Linked DNA regions of Mus musculus: region 1 is linked to region 2. The links are chromatin contacts, called in public ChIA-PET maps. All regions are on one chromosome and are shown on one strand. The core of a region is the stretch at or near the end of the contact, and the rest is flanking DNA. Distances in the headings are between cores, read along the strand shown.

The links. ChIA-PET counts read pairs in DNA pulled down with a chosen protein or histone mark.
Region 1: a contact with region 2 is called in an RNA polymerase II ChIA-PET map of memory CD8 T cells, with 18 read pairs. The contact joins the promoter of Mtmr10 here to the enhancer-like site in region 2. A contact is called at or near these places in 1 of 39 promoter capture datasets (liver), 1 of 15 datasets of contacts at CTCF or cohesin (the NIH/3T3 cell line), 9 of 484 Hi-C or Micro-C datasets (CD4 T cells, Th17 cells, adipose-derived mesenchymal stem cells and 5 more), 5 of 115 datasets of contacts at active chromatin or transcription factors (embryonic fibroblasts, embryonic stem cells, memory CD8 T cells and 2 more) and 4 of 9 other capture datasets (adipose tissue, embryonic stem cells, liver and 1 more).

What each region holds. Positions count from the first base shown.
Region 1 is chr7:64,283,730-64,290,276 of GRCm38.p6, forward strand. It overlaps Mtmr10 (myotubularin related protein 10), which reads left to right and starts at 3,941. Exons shown (of 16, transcript NM_172742.2): 1 at 3,941-4,112; 2 at 4,610-4,670. The coding sequence starts at 4,053.
Region 2 is chr7:64,216,230-64,222,689 of GRCm38.p6, forward strand. Trpm1 (transient receptor potential cation channel, subfamily M, member 1) reads left to right here. Exons shown (of 27, transcript NM_001039104.2): 11 at 1,261-1,431; 12 at 2,879-3,013; 13 at 4,013-4,063. Among named protein-coding and RNA genes, the nearest start is that of Mir211, 14 kb to the left of the region's middle. Within about 2 kb of position 1,657, at least 11 of the 459 cell types and tissues checked have an H3K27ac peak or open chromatin away from gene starts, as enhancers often do. A contact at or near this core is called in memory CD8 T cells, where this site is marked.

The DNA of each region.
Region 1 (6,547 bases), core at 2,691-5,190, 70 kb after region 2:
GTACTTACGGACTGAGCCATCTCCCCAGCCTTCTCATTGCATTGCGTTTTGTTGATGTTGTTGTTTGGGTTTTTTGTTTGTTTGTTTGTTTTATTTCAAACCTCGACTCATACTTTCCTGAGACTGTTCTCATGTGAAATGTGCTGTCTTACACTTTTGATCTGGTGTGAGACACTTTTCCAACACATTGTGTTCTAATTGTTCTGTGTTCTCAGCTGACCTTGTCTTGCCTTCCTTCTTGTCTACTCCAGGATGCTTCATCCTCAGCAGTTGTCCTCAGAGTGGACCCTTTTCTGCAAGAGAAGGCTCCATACACTGTTTTCCCAAAGGTCCTTCAGTCCCTGTACTCAGTCCTTCCCTCCGCCAACACACACCTTATAAGGAGCCTCCTCAACCCGACTGGCTGGATCTTCCCGTAAACACCCTGGGCTACTCTGGAGTTCTCTGGATGCCTCACTGATTCCTGACACTGATACCACAAGCACTTCAGGGCGATGAACTTGTTAGCGTCTTATGCTCTATCTTGGGAAGCCCGAGGACATCATTTCCCTTAGATATGTTGCTGAGGCTTCTCTTGGGTGGTTCTGGGGATTTTCTGTTTGTTTCCTCTGCTTTACTGTGTTGTTGTTTTATCTGTTTTATGAGGACTAAAGAACTGTTGTGGCTTGTCATCTTTGCTGAATTATCCTCTCATACACTTTAAAATGCTTACATATTTTCTTGAAAAGCATATACCCAGCCAAAGGCATCATTTTGCAGCCATCAAGTACCGCCGGTTCTAGCCGTGTCTCTTACTTGTATGTACACTGTTACCACAGCCCTAGCTTCTTGCCCATGCAGGGCCACCCCAGTAGTGGCTGTTTTTAAAATACTCAGTCAGGTCACTGTCACTTCTCAGCTCAGTTTCCAATTTTCAAGATCTAGAACCTGGGCTGTTGTTTCCCTCTGACCTCCTCTCCATTGGTTTAGGCTGCTTCAGGCATCCTGGCCTCAGGGGATTCATGCTGCTGACCTTGAGTTTCACCTTTACTCCGTTTAGTCTTTGCTCAGATGCCATCAATGCAGTAAGGCCGTCCTTGATTTAACCTAAATCTTTATTGATAAATACAATTACTCCTCTCCCTCCATTCCTAACTTCCTTTACAGTACCTTTAAACTATGTTACACGTTTTATATGTATATGTACATGTACACACACACATATATATATATACATACATACATATATATTTTTTCTTTCTTTCTACTCATTTCAGTAGAATGCCATGAACCTAAAGAACATTGGACTCTTATGAGTCCTGATTCAGGCCCATCACAAAGCTGGCACTCAATAAAAATCTGTTAACTGATTGAATGAGTGACCAAATAAAACATAAAGTATCTAGCACCCATTAGGTATTCAAGAAAAAAAATATATTCTCTCTTTCTCTGTCTGTCTGTCTGTCTCTCCCTCTCTCTTCTGTCAATGAAAAAAAAAACTGATCTCTCTAGGGAATGCCAGTGTTCTCTAATATAGAAAAATCAACAATGGGAACAGATGTATAATTAGACAAGCAGCTTAAAACTTTAACACAAAAGCCCAAAGCTGGGGATGGTCTAATACACCAAACACAGTAGTGAAGATGAGACTCTAAGAAGGGCCTGCAAAGCCTATCAACAGACTGACTTCTGTCACTCCAAACTCCCAAACACACACTCTGAAACACTGACCCCTAATGAGAACATACTCAGAGACAGGGCCTTAAGACAAAAAAGTCAGGGTGTTAATCAGATAGGCTCAATGTTCTAAGAAGAAAGTCCCCCCTTGTGAGAACATAACAAGGAGGAAGCCATTGGCTAAAGATACTGGGAGCCCTGGTGGGAAACATCTTTGAAGCTGAGTCTGGTAGAGCCTACCATCTACTTGTAGGCTCAAGTTCAAGGCCAGCAACTCAGTAAAACCCTGTCAATAAAGGAGTTGGGGGTTACAGTTCAGTAATAAGTCACCTGCTAAGTACTTGGGGAGCCTGGAGTTCCGTTCAGTTGCTAGCACAGCAAGAAAAAGGGAAGGGAAACTCAAAATCCATCTTTACAGAGCCTTGCTCTTGTGCTTCTCTGACTCCACCACTGAGATAATACATTTTTGTTGTCTAGACTAGGGTGCCTGGAGCAGCCTAATGCAGTCAGAAAGGAATCAGTAGCAGTAGGTCAGACAGTAACCCAAGTGCCTAAGTGGACTAGTACAACTAGATATGCAGAATATGGTATTTTAAAATTATCCAGAAAGATAACAAATCTGGAGTTCCCCCATTTTTCAGTTTTTTTTGCTGACATGCATAAAAGATGCAGATTCTAAGAAAATATGGACAACACCCCCTCCCCCCAAAAGAGCACAAGTGTTTGAAGACTTTTAGGGAATACATCCATTTAAGGTAGAAAAGTAACAGAATCGTCATAAAAGTTAAATATGTACCAGTGTTTTTTCATGAGTAGTTCAACTGAATTTACATGTCAAAATACAGTCAAGTGTTATAAACAGATAAGCTAGAAAGATTCAGGGCTCTGACTCCAGGACAAGCTGAAGAACACACAGTATTAGTGATGTCAGTGCACTTGTCTGCATGATGACTGTGATTTCTGGGGCTCACGTCAGTTTCCCTCTGACATTCATGATAAAATGTTGAGTTTGGACCACTATTTTTCAAAGTATAGGGGCATGGAATACCACTGGCCCCCTCCCACCAAAGTCTACTTCAGTTCAGAGGCACAACAAATCTAGACATACCCTATGCTGTGCTGAAGTTGGACAGCCCTTTGCAGCTAAGTGGCAGATTCTCATTTCCACAACCTACTGTATGAATGAAGGGAAAAGGGAAAGAAAAGAAAGGACATGACTACTCTTTGGTATGGTGGAGGAGAAAGTTTTTTGTAGATAAAAGGGAGATCATAGCCAGAGGCAGAGAAATCTGGGAGAGTTCAGAGTAGACTTGACCATGAGCCATGTGAGGAGAGCAGGGCAGGAAGGGGGAGAGGAGAGAGAGGAAGAAGGTGTAGCAGCCAAGAGGGCAAAAGGTGAAAGAGATCAGTCATTAAATAACCAAAATGACTGGATTTTATAGAGAAGAGCCTCTGGGGAAGGGCAGCCCAGTCCCTGGGTTGGAGAGTCCCTGGGTAGAGGGTTGGGTATGCTAACCATAACAGGTCCCATAAAAGCTAGGGACTAAGGGATGCTGAGAGAACCTGGAAGCCAGGTATGCTATATGTTAAACAGGCACCTGACCTATTAGTCCCAGGGTTTGAAATTTAACAGTGTTTGGTTCCCACCAGCGATGGGGTCTTCTCTCCCTGGAATTCTGTTAACTTACCTGTTGAATAGCATCTTTATAAATGAGGATGGAAAGGGGCGTGGGGAGACAACTTGCTTAATATCCCTTTTCACTTAAAGTTTAACGAGAAGAATAAAATCAGAAAACTAAACTGGGGGTTCTGGTTTGCCAGCCAGTATCATCTGTCCCAGGCACTCAGCACAAGCCAAGCCTCAGAACCTCAAGGAAACCAGTGGTTAAATCAATTGGTAGCAAGAGGTGAAAGAAAAGTCTTCCCTCCTTTAATATAGCAGCCATCGCAGATGCCGGAGGACTCGGGTCCTGGAACAGCAGCTACCGTGCACACTGACCACCACAGGCCATTGCAGCTTCGCGAAGCCGGCATGACCCTCGTGAGTCGCAGTAGGCCTGTGAAATCCTCCGTGACCCCTGCGGGCCTCCGTAGAAGCGCGCTCTCAAGATGGCCTCTCGGGTCCCCGTGGCGCCCCACTCCAGCGTCGCGCTCCGTGACAGTACCGCCTAGAGACTGAAAGCTTTGACTGCAGCTCCGCGCGAGTCGCTTCCGGGGATGGGCGTGGCTCCACCAGGCTCCGCCTATTTCGGGCGGGCGCTCGGCCTGGTCCGTCCCCGCCCGTCAGTCCGCCCGGCGGGGCGGGCCGCAGACCCGGCCTGGGCAGCTGCACCGGGAACGCTGAACCGGGAGACTTCTGACCGGCCATAGGGCCGGGGCGCACAGGCGGCGGCACCATGTTCTCTCTCAAGCCGCCCAGACCCAGCTTCAGGTCCTACCTCCTGCCGCCGGCCCAGGTAAGCGCTCGCGACCCGGCGGGGGGCTCGGGACCCAGACGAGTCGCCGGCAAGCGCGCCTCCCGGGAGCCACGGGCGCAGTAGAAACTTGTAGCGCTCCGCGGCGGCGGCCATTCTCTGGCCGAAGTCCTGCGGTCCCTAGTCCTGCCGTGTGACGAGATCGTAGAACCGTCCGGAGCTGCATTTCTTTCCTTCCTTCGGGGCTGGGCACCGACCCTGCGGTGACTGCCAGATGGTTGCAGCGCTGTGGACACCTCGCAGAGCTTACCTGTCTCATAGCTGTGAATTCTTGAAAGCGGCTTGGGCTGTTGTAAATATGTTTATTGTGAGGCTCTCAAGTCGACGAGAAGATCTTAAAACGATCTCTATTTGGACCTGAAAGAGTTTTTAGTAGGGGATATATGTCTGTTGCATGTGTCATCACTTAGAAAATCTGCCTTAGTATCTTGTGACAGGGCGGTGTTTGGATTTTGCTTTATTTTGTTCCTGTATTTCAGACTGACGATAAGATCAGTTCCGAACCGAAGATTAAAAAGCTGGAGCCGGTCCTTTTGCCAGGTAAATTTCAGAATTTGAATGTGCCTTGGACTGAGATTGTACGGAATGGTATTGTGTAGTTCTCTTTCCCTTTCCATTATTTTTAACTTTCTCCAGAGAGTTGGCTAGACATAATTGATGTTTGTCTCGGAAAGTTTAAAGTACAATAGAAGACTTTCAAGAGAATAACTACCTCATTTCTTTTCTGTCTCCTGAAAGGGTAGTTTTGAAAGATGAATCTAATTGCTTGGGTAGTGAAAGTTCTTATGCTTTCCATATGTGTTACCACCTAATGAAATCATGATTAATAATCCAATCATTTTAATGTGTTTTGATAGTATGAAAAGCATGTCTGTGTTCTAAGATAATGACAAAGCTTAGCAGACATTGACTGACTCTGTAATTGGCTTTTGAAGTTGTCAGCTGTCTGCAAGTTTGCTTCTTTCAGTTTAGAACTTTGTTTCCCAGTAGAGACACTATTGACCTTTCAGGCTGGGCAATTCTTGTGAGAAGCTGTCCTGAGCTGACAGCCATCCCTACCTCTTTGGCCTCTTATCAGTTCCATGATAGTGGTGCCCCCATCTTCTGCTAACTGCTAACATCCTCAGTACAACCAGAATGTCTCCAGGCATCCCCGTGTGTGTGTGTGTGTGTGTGTGTGTGTGTGTGTGTGTGCTCGAGCCTCTTGGAAATCATTTGTTAAGAACAAATTTATCTTAGATGGAGACCTTACAAATAGAAGTAGGGATTCATAGAAAACAGTTTTACAATGTAGAAAAACTATTATTTGATTACTATTTTTGAATTGTGTAGCAATTACACAATAATTAAAGAAAAATCGGTGTTTTAATAAGATTATTGGGGCAAATAACCAGACATTTAGGAAGGCCTATCTATCTTAAGCTTAAATTATGATCAAATACCAGTTTTGTATGTCAGAAAAAAAAAGTCTCAAATTCATCCCTTTAATAAGAGAGTTACGACTTCACAAGTGTGGGAACTTGAAGTGTAGTAGAGATGAACAGTTAAAGCGTCAGCCTTTGGTTCCGTATGGCAGATGCCAACTCTTAAAAGTTCTTGTAGACTACTAGAGTTATATTTTTTCTGGCTTTTGTTAGTGTCTTCTCCTCAGTGTTTACTGATGAACCCTTTCTGCTGGTCCTGAGAGTGAGCTGAAGCAGTACTGAGCAACCCTTGCCCCCGTGCATGCTCCGTGTTGGTATTCGCCACCGTAGGCACAGCAGAGACAGCCAGGGGAGCAGTATGCGTGTTGACCAAGTGTCTGGAAGCTGTTGAACTTTGCCTTCGCTTTGAACTGGTTTTTAGACAGCCAGGTCTCCCCTCAGCAATTCTGTGCTCTGACACTAAAAAACAATGTAGTCCTAACTATAAATACTCAAGTTTTGTTTTTTTTTTAATTAGCTTTTAAACTTAAGCTATGCTTAGGAAAAATGTGATTATGAATATGGTTGAAGAATTTTCTTAATGAAGAATTAGTCTTTGAAATTACTACTAATACTACTACTATTACTACTACTACTACCATTTCTGGGGAAGATTTTAACCCCGGTTCCTGACTGTGAGTAGTATACTTTTCGTAGAAATAGCAGTGTCTTTTGTTCAATGCCCATTAAAAAACTTGCTGACCTGAATGATAACCCTGATTGATGTCCAGTTTTTCTTTGCTCCCTGTTTATCTACAGAAGACTGGGCTGCTCCTGAACTGTAAAGCCTTGCCCCTTGCCTAGCCTCTGCTGTTCTTACCGTCTTGTCCCCACTTTCCCAATGCTCTTTGAGGTTGCGCTTTGGCTGAGCCTCCCATTCTGGTCTCCCTTTCCTGCCTTAACTCTAATGTCAAATCTGCAATTCCTGCTAAAACCCCAGTGGTATTTCTTCGG
Region 2 (6,460 bases), core at 407-2,906:
AGGGAGAGGCTGTCAGCAGAGGGTCCAGTGGTTCTGACACTGGCTGTGTTACCATGACAGGCCCCTCATCCCACACTTACCAGGGGATCAGGCCCACTTCTTTCTCCCTCCTATTCCACTGAGTGAGCACCCTCAGTCCTTGAGGCCTTCCGTCTGTCACTGTACTACATTGAGCCCTTGAAACTTCCAGTTCATCACCACACTGTAAGTGTCCTCAAGGCTCCTGAAGCCTCCCTCCCTCCATCACCACATGCATGTGCTCCTGAAGCCTCCCTCTATCCATCACCAAATGCATGTGTCCTTGAAGTCTCCATCCATCACCACATGTGTCCCTGAAGCCTCTATCCATCACCACATGCATGTGTTCCTGAAACCTCCTTCTATCCATCACCACATGCATGTGCCCTTGAAGTCTCCATTCATCACCACATGCATGTGTCCCTGAAGTCTCCATCCATCACCACATGCATGTGTCCCTGAAGTCTCCATCCATCATCACATGCATGTGCCCCTGAAGCCTCCATCCATCACCACATGCATATGTCCCTGAAGTCTCCATCTATCACTATACTCTATGGGCTCCTGAAGCCTCCATCCACCACCACATTACACAGCTCTAAGGTACCTGCCAGAGCTGTTTTAGCCATAATAATCTCTAGCTCACATTTCTCCCGAAATAGCAACTTGCATTATATCTTTTGCCTCTGACCCATTCACAGTCACATTCTCCCATCATTAGAGGACTATCAGCACACCTCTGGTACCTTTTAGTTTGTGTTTCAGCATCCTTTCCTTAAAATATACCCATCAATCAATATGTTATTTGCTTCAAATATACATATTAGGCCAACTAACTCTTTGTGCCCATCAGGAACAGTGGTTCACAGTATCAAGATCTTCTTCATCAGACTGCCAGGCCACAGTTGACTGTGTGTGTACATGTGTGTATGCCTGTGTGTGCTGGTGCATATGTGTCTTGGGTGTGTGCATGTGTGAATACTTATGTATATGTTCATAGCATTAACCATGGATGCATAACTTCACCACGTGCACACTGAGGCATTGTTTGCAGGAATAGGAATGTGTACCTTACAATGTGTACGTGCATCTGTACTATTCGTGTGTGTGTGTGTGTGTGTGTGTGTGTGTGTGTGTGTATGCACACATGCACATAGAGTTCAGGGTGTCCCTGTGCATATCTTAAAATGAGTGGGGGGTGGTCTTGGTACCTTTTCCCAATATGCTTGTTGTGGATTGCAGCCACTGGGAAGCCTGGCCCCTCCTGTGGACACCAAAGCCACAGAGAAGGAAAAGAAGCCACCCACAGCCACCACCAAGGGGAGAGGAAAAGGAAAAGGCAAGAAGAAAGGCAAAGTGAAAGAGGAAGTGGAGGAAGAGACGGACCCCCGGAAGCTTGAGCTGCTCAACTGGGTGTGTGCTCACGTGCTCGTGTCCTTGCCCGTGTGTCTTCAGAGTTCTGGACTGGCATTCCCCAAGTTCTCCGGAAGAGACTCCCTTGTTACCTTTGCTTCATCCCTGCCGGGATGGGGGACAGATGGGTTAATGTCAATACTTCATGGCAATAGTGTGTTCACTTCAATGTAGCCGTCGGTGGTCACAGCTGTTTCGTAAGGAGGAGTGGTTGTCCCTGTGGCATATGCTTGCCACTGCAGAGGGAGACCTGGAAAACATGCATGATGGCTCCAGCCTCCCAAGCCGGAGGCTAGCTACTGCTAACCACCTATCACTCCTTTCTACACTACCACTTCAAAAGGGTTTTGTGGCATGAATTCTAAATATGTGGTTTGTTTCCCATATTTTCCTGCCCCAAATGTCTGCATGTCTGCCAAGCAGAGAGAGCTACTACTGAGTAAATGACCAGAACTTCCTTTCAGAGTGGTACCTTGGTTCCATAAATAGGAGCGTGTGGTCATCACTCACCCAACGGCACCCTAGTGGACTATGACATGCCCACATGGTCTGACCACTGCCAAAAATGCTCCCCAGTCAAGGAAACAGCAGAGAGAAACTTAGCAGGGCAAACGCTGGGATGGCTATCTTTAATTCATTAGAAATTTGTTTAGATTCATTTTTACTATTTTACATGTGTAAGTATTTTGCCTGCATATGTGTATGTGCACCACCATGTACATACACCTAATCCCTACAGAAGTCAAAAAAAGGCACTGGGTCCCCTGGGATGGGAGTTAGCAGGGAGGTTGTGAACTAACATGTTAGCCCTGAGAATTGAACCTGGGTCCTCCTCAAGCACAAGAAGTGCTTGTAACTTCTGAGCCAACTCCATGGCCTCTTTGACTCTTTTTGTTGTTGTCGTTTTGTTTTGTTTTGTTTTGTTTTGTTTTGTTTTGTTTTGTTTTTCGAGACAGGGTTTCTCTGTGTAGCCCTGGCTGTCCTGGAACTCACTCTGTAGACCATGTTGGCCTCAAACTCAGAAATTCGCCTGCCTCTGCCTCCCAAGTGCTGGGATTAAAGGTGTGCGCCACCACGCCTGGCTCTTTGACTCATTTTTAAAAGATAGAATCCCTTACAAACTTTGACAGAGCATGAGGGGACCAAACTGAAAGCAGAGGGGAGAAGGTTAAGGCATGGTTATTCAAAGGAAACAACCTTGGGAACCACAGACTGTCGTGCAGGCCCTTAGTGCAGCTCTTGACAGTCATATGTGAGGCCATGGGCTCAATTTCCAGCACCAGGTTAACAAAACATGCCCCCAACACACACATGCATGCACGCACGTGCACAAAGCAAACAAACAAAATATCAAAACATTCCGGAACTTTCCATGGGATGTCCTAAGGTCTCATGCCTGGAGTCTTCTGGGAGGCCACTCATGGTCTCCCTTCTGGATTTCCTGCAGGTGAATGCCCTGGAGCAAGCCATGCTGGATGCTCTTGTCCTAGATCGGGTGGACTTTGTAAAGCTCCTGATTGAAAACGGAGTGAACATGCAGCATTTCCTCACCATCCCGAGGCTGGAGGAGCTATACAACACCGTGAGCATCCCGGGAGGAAGGGTGGAGGCGAGCTAGCACCGCGAATATGCTCATCATTGATGCATATTATTCCCCCCAAAAGTGGGGGGCAGAGTATAGACTGGGGCAGCTTCAGCCAGAAGACACATATGTAGTGAGAGTCATCTCCTTCTCACTTGCTCCTGGACAGTGTGCATTCATCATATTCTTAGCAACTATGCCATACCAGACAGCCAGTCCTTCCAGCTGCAGTGGACAGATGATCCTCGCTGTGCAGTGGGCTCACATCTTTATAAAGCCATCTCTAAAGTATCCTAAGATGACAATGTACTTGATGGTCCCAGCCCACTGAACATCACGACTTAGTAACATAGACCACTGAAGCATCAGGCATCTCCCTGGGGCATGGGGCTTACCAGGAGCTGCAGCTCATGGGACTGTACATCACTAGCCTGGGGAAAGGGTTCCGATTCTGTTTATCTAGAAGGCCTGTGTGGTGCTCGTGCCAACAGGGAAAAGTCTAAAATCAGCCAGACAGTAAGCCTGCATCTACACGGTATGCTTGTGAAGCAAGAGGACGTCATACCCTAAGGCATCAGCCAACTGAACAGTCACCGGGGTTGTTACTCAGTTGTTGCTTGGGATCCTCGAGTGTCCAGGGGCTACACTGAGAACAAGGGTTAGCAGTCAGGAGCGGTGCTGTCTCAGAACAGGAAGTGGTAGGATGCAATTTACTTTGCCTCCACTAGAACAATTCAAGTTTTAGAAATTTATAACTCCTTCCCCAGTCTGACCTTCAGTGGCAGAAATGGTGTAAAACATGCAGGTATTTCACACTACAAGAACACCGAAAGTATTCAAAGTATTTCACACACGTTTGAGTGGGGTAACCACAGCCAGTTGTCTTATAAAGGAACTGAGCCAGGAGTACACTACAGGCTCCACATTTCAGTGGGGCAAGATTTTGCTCAAGAGTTGACGAGCCAAGTGTGCTTACTGTGGCTGATGCTTCCCTTTCAGAGACTGGGCCCACCAAACACCCTTCATCTGCTGGTGCGGGATGTAAAGAAGGTGAGCCCATTTGCCCCCTCTCAGCCCTCTGCCAGCATCCATCACTAAAGTAATTCTTAAAGATAATCTTCTGTTTTTAAGATATTTTATCTTCGGATTTAGGATGTAGGGAATAATGATTTCATCTGTTCATAGTAAGAGTTTACTTATAACCTCAAAGAGCAGAACAAAGGGCCAGGGACATAGATGGCTGTAAAGTGCTGGAAAGCGTGAGAACTGAAGTTGGGATTTCTGGAATCAAGTAAATGCTAGGTGGGGTCTTATGCGATGACTCCGCAGGTGAAGGTGGTTGCTGATGAGTTTGATTGCCTGAGTCTCATCTCTGGGACTCATATGGTAGAAGAAGAGAGCTGATTCCTACAGATTTTTCTCTGACCTCAACAGGTGAACTGTGGTGTGCGTGCTCAGGCGCACACGCACACATACACACACACACTTGCTCTTTCTCTCTCCCTCTCCATATACATTTACATATGCATGTACATATACATATCATTTTTAAATCTAGTCTGGATGGGTATGATACCTGCCCCCTCCATAACTGTAGCCTGCCAGAGGTAGAGACAGGGAATCCCTGAAGTCAGCTGGCAAGCCCCAGGTTCATTGCAGGCTCTACTTCAGTATATAAGATAAAGAGAAGTTGAAGAAGACACCAGAAATCAATCTTAGATCTCCATACACATGTGCATACATGCACAAACACAGATACATATATGCATATCAAAAACCACATTCAGATGATAAACAAAAATAAAACTTGAAATGGTGGGTGGGCGAGGGGGCTAGAATAAACTTTGTCACAGCCTAGGAACGCACTGACAATTGCTTGGTTATAGTAGTTTTAGCACCAAGGTGACCTCAGAAGTGTCAACAGGAGGCTCCCCAGGAAGTCTGTATGTATGTCCTATGGACTGCATCAGAGGTTCTCTTAGCCTTTGCAATCTCTTAGGGAAGCTGCTCTCCTCACTCTCCAGGGCTCCCCACTATGGACAGACTGTGTTCCTGTGGGGTTTCCTTTCTCAGTCCTACCCTGGCATCTCTTGTGTCCTGCCATCACAAGTTAGAGATGAGATTAGATTCTCACAGGAGCAACCCGTCTCCCTAGAATGAGGGAATGGGACTCCTGGACAGCCTGGTTACATTTTGTATCGATAATCAGTTCTAAGAATATGAAAAAAATTATTTCTACAGAGCAGAATAAAATCAGTGGATCTGGGAAATGGGGGGACCTCAGAGGCCTCTGGTCTAGAGTCTTGTTCCACACACAAGAATTCTGCTTCCTCCCTCAAGACCCAAGTGGAAGACAGTGCAAACTTTCAAAGTGAGAGCTACCCAAGTTCAAGCTCAACCACTTCTCAGCTGAATGCATGACTTCAACAATCACTCCTTCTCCTGTAGTCCTCCTTCCTACCACTTGATTCCCTGTTCATAAACACCACCTCCAAACTGCCATGGCTGCAATATAAAGTTCAAGCTTGTTCCAATACTCACAAATTCCCACTGATCCTGGCCCTTGCTCAAGACTCCTCCTACCACAGTCCACTACATCTACACTGACCCATCTGAACATGGGGAGGCCTGGGAGGCTATATCCTGCCTGGGACACACTTCCTCCCATCCACAGCACCCACTCTTTCTCATCTTACCTCACCATCCCTGCTCCTCTGTTCCTATGTCACCATTTCTTGGAAACCCTTACTCGCCCTAACATCCCACCTTGGAATCAACAGACCCTCCTTCTGTGAGTGACACATGTTGCTGCACTGATCTCTTTACAGCCTCATCCCACTCCCCCAGCATCCAGCTCCTTAGAGAAGGCCTACATCTCCTTGTCACCAGTAAGAGACCCTTGTTCTGGGATGTGCTCATTGGTAGAGTACAAACCTACCATGTAGGAAACCCTGAGCTCAATCCACAGCACTGAGAAAAAAAAGTCCCATTAATAAGCAATACCCAACATGGCCAATGACCATAATCAGAGCAGAAGAAATGCATATTTTATTAGCAAAGTATTCAGCCAGTATAAAAAGTCTGCTTATAAAAAGGACATTCAGTGGATCCCAGGGTACCAACGTCATTTCAGTTCTTACAAAATCAATGACACAATGACATATGAACCAGTCTGGGATGTGGAGGAATGGCACAATGCAGGAAGGGCCTCTCTTCAGGCCATTGCTTCTCACCATTGGGACTGTGTCCCAGCAAACCCTCTTCTGCATTGATTAGATTCAGTCCTTTTGGTAGCTCCTAGTCATACCACAGCTACTGGCTGTGTTTTACTGAAGATCCAGTGTCTCCAGAGTCCCTGAGTACCATTTGTTAAGACCTAGGTAAAATATTAAGGCCTAGATGGAATGTTAAGGCCTAGGTAACCGTTACCTGGCTAGCCTGGTAATA